2 separate regions of the Hordeum vulgare genome follow, and region 1 is linked to region 2. The links are chromatin contacts, called in public Hi-C maps. All regions are on one chromosome and are shown on one strand. The core of a region is the stretch at or near the end of the contact, and the rest is flanking DNA. Distances in the headings are between cores, read along the strand shown.

The links. A called contact is a pair of places that touch in the nucleus more often than the background predicts.
Region 1: a Hi-C map of leaf shows a contact between it and region 2, with 2.7 times the contacts expected there. The contact joins the enhancer-like site here to the promoter of LOC123413440 in region 2. A contact is called at or near these places in 1 of 6 Hi-C or Micro-C datasets (leaf) and 1 of 1 datasets of contacts at active chromatin or transcription factors (embryo).

What each region holds. Positions count from the first base shown.
Region 1 is chr7H:296,951,088-296,957,364 of MorexV3_pseudomolecules_assembly, reverse strand. The region is part of intron 10 of LOC123412419 (obg-like ATPase 1); the gene reads left to right. Among protein-coding and RNA genes, the nearest start is that of LOC123408003, 62 kb to the right of the region's middle. Within about 2 kb of position 4,679, at least 1 of the 3 cell types and tissues checked has open chromatin away from gene starts, as enhancers often do. A contact at or near this core is called in leaf, where this site is marked.
Region 2 is chr7H:296,633,381-296,639,764 of MorexV3_pseudomolecules_assembly, reverse strand. LOC123413440 (dicarboxylate transporter 2.1, chloroplastic-like) reads left to right here and starts at 2,040. Exons shown (of 4, transcript XM_045106373.1): 1 at 2,040-2,916. The coding sequence starts at 2,125.

The DNA of each region.
Region 1 (6,277 bases), core at 3,430-5,929, 310 kb before region 2:
GGCGACTCCGTTAGGGCGGCACTCTGCATCCGCTCGGGGCCCTCCTCCGCCCTCCTTGACGATGTCCGCAGGGCTACCACCGATGCGCCCGACGCTCAGCTTCTTCGACAGCGCCTCACAGCCGGTGACCTGGCCGAGCCGTGGCGCATAGCGGACGGGTTGCTCCTACATGGGCGTCGCCTCTTTGTGCCGGATCACGGCGATCCCCGTCACCAGGTCCTGCTGTTGGCCCACTCGACCGGCCACGAGGGTGTTCAGAAGACCCTCCACCATCTCCGTGCTGATTTCTACATCCTCGGTGATCGGGCCTTGGTCTGGGACTGGGTGCGCTCTTGTGTTACGTGCCAGCGTAATAAGACGGAGACACTGCGCCCGGCGGGGCTGCTACAGCCTTTGGAGGTGCCTTCTCAGGTCTGGGCCAATATCTCCATGGACTTCATCGAGGGCCTCCCCAAGGTGGGCGGCAAGTCGGTCATCTTCATAGTGGTCGATCGCTTCTCCAAGTACGCCCACTTCATCATCGCGCTTGGCCATCTTTACACCGCCACCTCCGTAGCCCAGGCCTTCTTCGACGGCATCGTTCGCCTACACAGGTTTCCCTCTTCGATCGTCAGCGACCGAGACCCGGTGTTCACGGGGCATGTCTGGCGCGATCTCTTTAGGCTGGCGGGCGTGAATCTCCGCTTAAGCACGGCGTTCCATCCTCAGACGGACGGTCAATCCGAGGTGGTCAACAAGGTGATTGCCATGTATTTGCGTTGTGTTACATGTGACTTTCCTCGTGCTTGGGTGGATTGGCTTGCGTGTTACGCCGTTCGAGGTGGTCTATGGCCAACCGCCCCCGCCCATCCTATCGATTGACCCGGAGACGGCTAGGACGGAAGCGGCGACTGATCTTCTTCGCAGCCGCAATGAGATGCTTGCAGAGGTGCGCCAACGCCTCGTTCAGGCCCAGCAGTTGGCCAAACACTACTATGACGGCCACCACCGCGAGGCGGAATTCGCGGTGGGCGACTGGGTGTGGTTGCGTGTAACGACTAAGATGCGGTCTTTTCCGATTTAGGGAACGAGGCCCCAAAATGGAAAGAAGCGCATTAAGTGTTTCGCAAGCACGATAACATAACACATACATAATAAAAGAATGACAAATAGGGAATCGTTTGCCATCTCATAGATAATATCAGAGTTTACATCACACATTTATTCAGACAAGGTAGTTCCGCTACGGACTACATAACATGAGAAAAGGCTATGCTACCCTGCATGCTTGCCCACGGTCACGACCTCACCTCAGTCTTCTGGATAGTTTACGTACAGGCGGTCGTTCTCCTCATCGTACTGTCACGCCAGCTGCGTGCCATCGAGATCACCTGTGTCGGGCGTACCTGTACCTGTTGGGGTGTTGAAGTAATCTGTGAGCCACAGGGACTTAGCAATCTTTGACCTCGGTACCGAAACTAGTCAAGTTATTAGGTGAGGAAGGTTCAGTGTTTAGGTTGCAGCATCCTAAGCATTTATGGTGGCTAACTTACGTAGAACAAGTTATTGATGTGGTGGTCTACGCTATCGGGCGAAGACTAACTGATCACTAAGTGATCCTGAGCACCTACTTACGTCAAACATAACCCCGCCGTGTTCCCGATCGAAGAGAGGTCTTCGAAGGGGACAATCACGGTTATGCACACGATTGACAATTTTATTAGAATTAGTTCAAGTTATCTAGAACCGGATGTTAACAAATATTTCAAGTTGCCACATAACCGCAGGCACGGCTTTCCGAAAGATTAAACCCTGCAGGGGTGCTCCAACTAGTCCATCACAAACGGTCACGGGCCGCAAAGTAATCCTCTATCACGAATCTCGTGATCTTGCCGGATTCCTTAGAGGAAAACCTCGACTCTGGGGAGAACCAAAGCTTCACCGGGATTCCTATATGCAAGATATATCGCTAAGGTAAGACAAGACTAGCAGAACCTCCCGATGTGTCGACGACCCCGATAAGAGCCGCGTATCTCAGCCTCAGGACACGACGGATGGAACTAGCTACAAGAACCAAACCTCAAGTTTCCTTGTGGTGGCCCCGCATGCCAACCAGGTTGGACCAACACTCATGAGGAGCACTGGCCCGGGGTGTTGATTAAATTCCTCGGGGTAGCTATTCCCTATGCAAGTTATTATTAAGTGATTAGCAGATTAAAACCAATGTTGGGTCCTGCCGGACAAGTCTTAACACTACACGATTTATCAAGGGGGTCCCCATAACAACCCCGGACGTGTTAGGAGCGATCAGTTATGGAATCAAACACCGGTAGCCGGAAACTATGGCGGCAATAACGGAACAAAACACCCGGCAAAAGGCTAGGCCTCCCGCCAGTACCAAGTATATAGGTGCATTAATTAAATTACAGATTTAACATAATGATATCAAACTCATGTTATCACATGAGACAAATACACCTGCAACTAGCAACGCTAACATTAGAAGCTGAGCGAGCCTACTTAGCCATTCAATATTTGCTAGAAGGGGAATGTGTTTGGGTTTCATGGCAATATCAGGAGGCAATTATTTCAGTGGTAGGCAGCGAGCATATGACGAAGGAAACGTGAATCTAGGCACAACAAGACTAGAGATGGTATCAAGGTCATGTCATCTTGCCTGTGATGTCTTCAGCTTGGAGCTGCTCTTGTTCGTCCTGCACGTACTCTCCCGGATCCACGTACTCGCTCTCCGATCCCGGTGCTACCCAACATAAAAATAGCATCCAATGAACAACAACACAACATGATGCAACATACACATGATGCATGAGATGAGAATGAAAATGCATCTCTAATATAGTCACTTGCATATGCATGAGAAGAAACTACAAACTTCTGGACAGAACTTCCCCCTAAGCTATCTTGACATGCATGAAGATGACATGAACAGATGCATCACGCGAAAACGAAGCAAAAACATATAAAGAACGTTACGAACGGAGCTACGGATCAACCGGAAACCACGAAACAAGAAATGGAGTCCTACGGATCAAATCCATCACAAACACACTTCAATGGCATACTACTGGTATTCCCAGGTTGCCAAATCACCAAACAAACAAGTATAGATGGGGTGGTGCAAAGAAACTCACCACACCATCAACTATGAACTCACAAGCATCAAAACAACAAAACTATACATTCTGTCCTAAACAGCAACATAGCAGTTTGAGAGCAACATGCAAAGCACCTACAGCCACCCAAATGTGCCAAATAAGATATGTGGCAGAAGCTATTCAAAAGCTCTACAAGCATGAGCAAAAAGATAATACAAAGGAGTTACACACAGAAAGATCTACAACTGCTAACTTGGCCAAAATTATCAGTTTTCAAGGACTTCGTGAAATTCTCAGACTTTCACAGCTTTCAAAACAATATCTACAGGGAGTGAAATGGAATGAAAATTGACAGAGAGCTAGACAAACACAAAAGCTCCAACTTTCCAGTTGATTGCAAGGGCTGATTCCCAACACATGAACTTTTGCAAGCACAACTACAAGGGAAGAAAATAATAGCAGTTTCTGAAAATCACAAATTTTCACTAAGCTGAAATTTCAGCCACATGCCTACTTTGACTAAGCACAACTTGCACATATAAACTCTTAAGCATAAAACAAAACCACCATGTTGTAGAGGGGTTCACCCTCTACTGCCACAACAAGGAACCATCCTCTTGGGCTCATCACATCACATGGAACCAAGCTCTAAACATTGAACAAAACAGAAAAATGACATTCCCAGAAAGTGTTCTAAAGTGGAATCTGATTCCACTATTGGATTTCTGGGATGATTCTACCCCAAAAACATATATAATACCTAGGTACTTGCATAGAACAAATGGGCACAAAGCTAAGATGAAAATCTACATGGAATCACCTAGAGGTAAATAGTGCTATATCACATGTGCTTCTCACTAGATCATCACCTACACATGCATTTGCACACACCCATAAATCCAATGATGACATGAGGGTTTAGACCTCATGTATGTGTGCATAGCACATCACCATTCACACACACATGCCTCAAGCATACACACACTCACATACATACACTCACATCTCTATCACTATCTCACACACTTACAAGTTTGCACACAAGCCTAAGGCAAAGCCATGCCTTGGCATGTGGGTGTCACACACACACATGCACACACACACACACACTCCACATGATCACCTACACACACAAGAATCACTACTCCTACACACAAAGTATGTGGGGGGGGGACCCACACACACAATCACACACTTCACAAACTAGTGCATAAGCTCAACACTCATGAACATGAGTAACACACAGACATATACACACTACCCTAGTGCAACACACGCATACTAACGCCCACACATACATGGAAGCTTGCTCACACATACACTAGCACAACCACAAGCATAAGCATCAAGTGCTACTAACTAAAACATAGATGAAACCTACTGGAATAAATATTTTGGCAACAAAACCTTGCTGCCCAAGCAATTAACAGCCTACAAACTAAATCAGCAAAAGGAAAAAAATAACAACAAAAGGTGTGGCTTGGGGGAATCGAACCCCAAACCTGCTGGTCAGCACACAGAACCAACACCACTGCGCTACTGCTCAGACACTCGACAGAACCGAGGAGACATACAGGGTAAGCTCTGCTCCTGCTGCTACTGTGCCGAAAATAAAACACAAAAAGGGTGCGCGCTGCGGGACTCGAACCCACAACCACCAGATGCGCCAAAACCCACCTACCACTACGCTGCGCGCTCGGATGTTAATAGAGGGAGGCTCTGCTCTTTTGAGCAACCCCCTCTGGATCTACTTCTGCCGACGGTGGCCGGAACAGGGGAGGCTCACCGCCGGCGATCCACACCGAATTGAGCTCGGGCTCGTCGCAGGGAGGAAGAGGGAACATCCCCGGTTCCATTCCACTACCTAACTCGCCACGAGAAGGCCTACGGCTACGGCTCCACGACACGCGGCGGCGCCGACGACAGAGGGAAGAACATCGGCGATGATACGGCCCTATACGCGTGATCTAGCTACGGGGGAAGGGGTAGGTTGCTCGTGCTCACCCACTGGTCGAGGAAGCCGAGCCTGCCGGAGAGGAAGTAGGGGAAGAAGCCGAGGCGGAGGAGATCGTCGGCGTGGAAGAGGAAGAAGGGGACGGCGTCGACGTCATGGAAGCAGACCCGATCTGCACCTCCTAGCTGCGGGAACGGATCCCCTTGAGGTCCCGCGTGCTCCTGGGCAGCTCGGAGAGGGCGGAGACGTACTGCAACAACGACGACGAGCTCCTCATGGTACGGCCATGGCGGAGGAGGAGCTCGGCCCGACTACTTTCGATCTGGGGAGAGGGAGGAGGAAGAGGAAAGCAGTGGCGGCGGCTTGGAGGAACCCTAGGCCCTGCACGGACGCCAAGGGGGCTTTATAGGAGGAGGAGGCGAGGGACGCGTGGCCTCGACGTCCGTGAGCACTGTCTCTGAAGAAAACTGACGGAAAGGTGGGGAAGAAGAAGACGGCGTCTACAGGAGAGGGAAGGATTGGACTGCTGCGCGAGAGAGGGGGGTTACTGGGCCAGCTAGGGGAGAAAGCCCGCTCGAAGGCGCCGGGTAGAGAAAAAGAAAACCCACTGGGGTTTTCTATTTTAAAACAAACAGAGACAAAAAATAAAACACAGGTAGCACTGTTGAAGCTAAAATACAACAAAAATGTCCCTGATCATAAGGGAATTATGACCTATTTAAATAAAATGAAAAGGGAATTTTTGGAGCTTTAAAATATTTACAAAACAGAATTAATTACACTGTTTTGTGAATATTTGCCCCTCTCAAACATGGATTCAAAACACTTTAAACCTAGCATCACATCCACCATAAAACACTTTGAAATATGAACATTTTTGAATCAAGGATGGGGCAAGTGAAACTTGAGCTTTGAGAAAATGGAGAGGGGGTTTTGAAATCTATTTGCAAACCAACATAGTAGCACCCCACTTCCCAATACAACCTTCAACAACACATAGCACATCAACATCACACCAAACCATGGATTCACAATGGCAACAATCACAAAGGAGGCAAGGAATGAAATGGATGCATGCATGCAAAGGGAAACAAGACAAGGTAAGCATCACATGAAATAACACATGCATTTCTCACAAGGCACTGACAAGATGGACCCACATACAAGAAGGTTCCAAATAAGGCAAATTACACTCTGGGGCATTACATTGCGTCTCCTTCACCGTTCT
Region 2 (6,384 bases), core at 791-3,290:
GGATTTGCGGTGGGCGGGGCGACGCTCGGGAGAGGGGAGACAAAGAGAAAGAGAAAGAGAGTGAGGGAGAGAGGTGGGTGGGGGTTGCAGCGACCGTTGTAGGGCATCCCCTTTGCTGTGCGCTAGCAGACAACAAAGAGGGGGGTGGGTGCGGGGTGGCGTCGGCCGTTAGGGCATCCCCTTTGTCGTCCGCTCGCAGACAACAAAGGGGGGGGGGTGCCTGCGCAAAGATTTGGCTGATGGCAAACACTTTCTTTGCCATCAGTCAAAGCTTTGTCGTCCGTTTTATGACAGCTGACGGCAAAGAGGCTTTTTGCCATCAGCGAGCAAAGGACAAATAACTCACTGATGGCAAATTCCCTGATTCGAATAGTGTAACTAGCATTCACATGCACTGGTCAATTTATTGCATGCAATGATATTAATTAACAAATTAACATTAATTTCTCTCATTTTTCTCTTCGTCTTGATCGCGATGCACAACCTAAGATGACTTATAAACAAAAATAGAGAGAGTAGCAAAATTAAACGCTATGAGTGGTTGTTGCTTTTCCTATGGAAGTTGAGGTCTTGAGTTCAATTGCAATAGAGCAAAACATTTTTTTTCAACCATATTTTTGTCAGTTGGACAAAAAAAAAGCACGGAACATGCCAAGTTTGGCCATGTATAATTGACGAACAAAAACGAAAAACAGACGAAAAAAGGAAGAAGCGTTCACCCCTTTAATAGTATAATATATTATATATATTATATATATATATATATATGTATAGAAAATATATTCGTCACTCAGGATGCAAAATAAGTTATTATTCATCCAGGTAATCTTACGATCATTCATAGATAAATTAAATTTGAAATACCAATAGTTACATTAATATTGATTCATTACGTAAAATTGGATATAAAAAATTAAAATATAGGTTACAAGACCAGAAAAAACGCATTTTATGTATATTTTACACTATGTTTTTATGTTTGTAATTTTATATGACATAAAATATTTTTATGGTGACTATATATTTTTCTTACGGTCTCTTTTTATGTATGAAATAAAAAAAATTGAAACATAAAATTACGATGCATTGATGTAAAAATAGAGAGATGAAAAATAGTTAACCTGGATGAGGAATAGTTATTTTCCACCCCTTTTATTTTACTATCAATGCATCATACTCCCTCCGGTTCTTTTTAGTCTACGTATTAGCTTCCCGTAATTGTTTTCTTGCTTCTTACCTAAAAACAAAACGTAAGAAAATATTGAATCATCGTAAAAAATATTTTACACTATGTAAAGTTACGAACGTAAAAACATAGTGTAAAATTCACATAAAATGCATTTTTTCTGGTCTTGTAACATATGTTTTTGTTTTCTTATGTCATATTTTACATAATGAATATATATGCATGTAGCTATTTTTATTCAAAACAAAATTTATTTATGAATGTAACGTAAAATTATCTCGAGTGAAGAATACCTCATTATACACCCTGAGTGATGATTAACATTATTTTATATATATAGAGAGAGAGAGCGAGAAAGTCTATTCATCAACCAGAATGCAGAATAAGTTATTTTTCATCCGAAGTAACCTTAGGATCGTTTCATAAATAAAATACATTTGAAATAGAATTAGTTACATTCTTATTCATTCACCACGTGAAAGTTGAGATAAGAAAACAAACATAGTAAGCATAGGATTAGAAAAATTACATTATATATATATATTTTACGATATGTTTTTATGTTTGCAATTTAACGTGACATGCAATATTGTTTATATTTTTTTTTATATTTTCTTACGTCTTTTTATGTATGAAATAAGAAAAAAATTACGGAACCTAAACTTACGTATAGGGGGAGGGGGGCGGGTGTATACGTCCATGATATAAATAAAACAAGGGTTCATGCAGAAAACAAAACAGAACAAAAACACCGCAAAACGAACACCAAGACGCTGACACAACGGGCCAGTGTGTACACTGTACAGAACCCTAGCGGATTATGCTTTCCCGTATAAACCCAATCTCACCCGTAGCTCTCCGAAGACCGCAGCCACCAGTATCCGACCCCCGATCCTCCCGCTCGGCCGCTCGCGCCGCCGTGCACATAGCGGGCGCCAATGGAGCGCATCCACCTCGCGGTGTCCCACCGCCCGGCTCTCCCGCTTCCCACTCCTCACAACCACCTCCGCCGCCGCCATCTCCAGCTGCAGCCCTCCGCTAATTCTCTCTCCCTCTCCCGCCCCATCTCCCCTCACATCTCCCTGGCCACACGCCGCCACCTCCATCCTCTCCTCGCCTCCGCGTCCGCCACCCAAGCTTCAAGCCCGAACACTGAGCCCGCACCGGCGCCACCCCTCGCCGCGGCCTCGTCCGGCGCGAAGCTGCTCCCACTCGTCGCCTCCATCGCGGTCGGCCTCGCAGTGCGATTCCTGGCGCCGCGGCCCCCCGAGGTGACTCCGCAGGCGTGGCAGCTCCTCTCCATCTTCCTCTCCACCATCGCAGGGCTCGTCCTCGGGCCGCTCCCAGTCGGCGCGTGGGCATTCCTCGGCCTCACTGCTACCGTGGCCACGGGTACGCTCCCGTTCACGGCGGCGTTCGGGGCATTCACCAACGAGGTCATCTGGCTCATCGTCATCTCCTTCTTCTTTGCACGGGGGTTCGTCAAGACCGGCCTCGGCGACCGCGTTGCCACCTACTTCGTCAAGTGGTTGGGTGGAAGCACTCTGGGCCTATCCTACGGTCTCACCATCAGTGAGGCATGCATCGCGCCGGCCATGCCCAGCACCACGGCGAGGGCTGGAGGGGTGTTCCTTCCCATTGTCAAGTCGCTGTCGCTATCGGCCGGCAGCAAGCCGAATGATCCATCAGCGAAGAAGCTGGGTGCCTACCTTGTGCAGTCTCAGCTGCAGGTACACTACAATTTACTGATGCACATGCCAAAAGGCCGCGCTTTTCAATTATAAATTTAAGATATTGCAGATAAATCATTTTAATCTGGGAGGTGCATTTTGCCCAGATGCTCATCAATTTTTCCCTAGATTGCTGATTTCATGATATGCGCTCATAGCTAGGATCATGTTCTGTTTCTCTTATCCTAATGGAATAAGTAATTAGCATTTTATCTCTATACTATATTGCTTATGGGGGTGCTCATAATGAGCCCTTCAATTACAGTTGCGTCGCATGGGTTGTCCATATGCTGGCAACTTGGCAAGCCAGTAGGATGGATCTTAGTAATAATTATTACACTCCTAAGATTATAATTTCTTATGTGAAATTTTCTATCTTGCTATTATTAATCAAGAGTTCTGTTTGCTTCCTCATTGCATTCAGAAGCATGCGTTCTGGGTTACTCTTATACTTGAAAACACCTTCACTCTGAAATTATTGGAAAATATGTGGCATTTGTATCACAAGATCTGGTTTGTATGTCATTTTTCTAGTATGCTAGTGATATCTATCTGCGTTCAATGCTGTGTCAGGGGCAGAATTTGATACATGTAGGCTGTACTAGTGTTGTTTCAATGGGTTAAATTACACAGTCTACAGATAGTTGTGATTATGGGGTCTATATGTTTTTACTATTAATTAAGGGTTCTTCATAATTACTGGGATTTGACTCTGTTATGTGGGCTAGCTCATCAAATGATGGAATCTTATCCCTTAATGGAGTCCTGGTTGATTAAGCAAGTTTGTTAGGACTTAGGAAATAGTCCTATCAGTTTAGATTGAAGTATTAGAGTTTGAATGGACTTACCGGCTTGTTGGTCAACTCTTGTCTACTGTATAAAAGGGCTGACCCTGTAAATAAAGCAAGCAAAGAAGAATTGTGTCGTCTACTTTTCAATAATCAGGGTTTTGTCACCAGTAGATTATTCCAGTTTGGTACCTGAGCCATCTACGATGGTGGCACAGAAATTGAGATCGAGGCTGTGGAGCAGATGAAGGACATCACGGAGCAATTGGATGCCTTCACACGCCAACGAGCAGAGGACCAGGCGCTCCTTGTCGGGCTAGTGCAGTGTTTGATGGCACTCGAGCAACGACTGCAGCCTTGCCGACGCCACTAGATCCCATGGCTGCAGCGGCCGACCATGACGGTCCCAGGCCCTCCTCCCCAGCGACAATTTAACCCCTGGTGCTTCCCCTCGCCAACAACGCCTGCCATGCCCCCTTCTTGAGTGGGGAATCACCGATTGCCCACCCCAACCACCTACTTTTCTGCCATCAACCAGCTACTTGCCATCACAACACAACCATGTGTTGACTCCTGCTAACCACCACCAGCCATCATCCCCCTTTTACCACCTCCAGCCATCTCCTTACTCGTCAGCTGCCACATCAATCTGGGCCACTTCGCACCCCCACCTTACAGCTCAAATCCCACCCAAATCCTGCCCCAATTTTGTCGCCCACCTACTAGCAACAGCTCTACCATCACCAGCCGCAGATCGCTGCCACCTCTATTGCCTTCATGCCTCCAGCCACCAATCGATTCCTTACACCGATATGGCCGTGCCCACCTCCAGAACCCATCTATTGATCCACCCTGCCCATCACCTGCCTTCCGCTCCTGCCTAACCATCACCTTGACCCGGGTTCAGGTTCTGGCATACCCCGCTTCCACAAGCTCGACTTCCCCCAACATATGATGGCTCGGTTGATCCTCTTGGTTGCCTTAGTAGGTCCGAGCAGTTTTTTCATTGACAACACTTGAACGAGTCCGACAAGGTTTGGACTTCAGCCAACGACCTCACTGATGGCGCTCAGTTCTGGTACTTACAACTCGAGTACAATTTCAGCAGGCGACATGGAAGCAGTTCAAGGAGGCTTGCCACGTTCAGTTTGGGCCATCACATCGAGCAAGTCCCTTGGGTGAGTTGGCACGTTTCCATTCACTTCCTTGGTCGCTGACTACACCCACAAGTTTCTAGCGCTCAAGTGCCGCAACAATTAGCCATTAACACCGTCCAACAACGGTACCTGTACACGGCAGGCCTGCCTAATGGTCTTTGTGTTAACATCAAGCTTCATTGATCATCTGACCTCCACACTGCCACCTCCTTCACCAAGGCCTACGAGCAGTGGCATTTCCTTCCAACATCACTACGCTAGCCTTTTGAGTTCCTCCTCCGATCCTCCTGCGGTCAGTACAACTCCAGTGTCGCCACTTCCAACGCCTCTAGCACCTATTCTACCTTCGACCACTTCAAAGTGAACGCCGCCATGGCGGGTTTGGCGCCTCAGCCCAACTGAGTTGGCAGACCGTCCTCGTTTTGGGCCTTTGCTTCAACTACGATGGGATTTATGTTGGGTCACCATTGTGTGCGACTCTTCTTCATCGAGGCCGACGACTACGACCAAGATAGCTCCACAACTGGTACCCAAGGTTCCTTGAGGGTAATTGACAAGGTACAACTTGCGAACAAATTGATTTTGAAGAAAGGGAGAGATGTTTGTTATGTGGACCAACCCATCAAACATGGAATCTTACTCTTATCCCTTAACTAGAGTCCCGATTGATTAAGCAAGTTTGTTAGAAAGAGTCTAGTTAGTTTAGAGATCATATTAGAATTTGAATAGCCTTATCTTCTTTTCGATCAAGTCTTGTCTACTATATATGTTGTTGTAATAAAAAACCACATAAGGCAGTTTTTGTCGATCAAGTCTTGTTTGCTATATATTCAATCGAGAGTTTGAAAAGAGTCGTGGTAGATATTTCTCGTTGTCGAGTCGTCGTGGTACCATGCTAGCGAGCATTTCATTCGACAATCTTAAAAACATGCATATATGGCGGTTGTGGAACGAATCGATGTATACTGGAGAGAGGCATTTTTTTTTCTGGATTTGGCCACGATCCCCGATCGAGTGAAGCTTAATTGTCGTCGTTTTCTCATGACCAAAGTTGTCAGAAGCACGACTCAAGTCTTAGAATGTTACGATCTTACAATCCAAACTATCCCCTCCGATTTTACGATATTGCTCATAGAATCTAAGTTTCTACGATCCCAATAGGTATGATTCTACGATTCATGATCCTAGCAACGGAGCTCTGATGCGATTTAGAATCGCGATTCTGATAACTTTGCTCACGACAGATGCCATGGGTGGCTAATCGAACGTGGTTGGGTCCGTAAGAACGCCGACAGGCTGTGAAATGGGATTGGGGACAATCGGTGCGAGACACTCGATGTACCCAGGTTCGGGGCCCTTCGTGGGAGGTAACACCCCTAGTCCTGCTTGTGTTGGTTGATAAACCGAATGGGGCTACCATATGCTCCTTGAGCTGTATGATGGAGGAGGAAGAAGGAGCTGGGAGCTCTCTTTGCCTCTCCTGTGGTGTGGGATCGGCCGACCACTTGCATGGGGCAGTACCA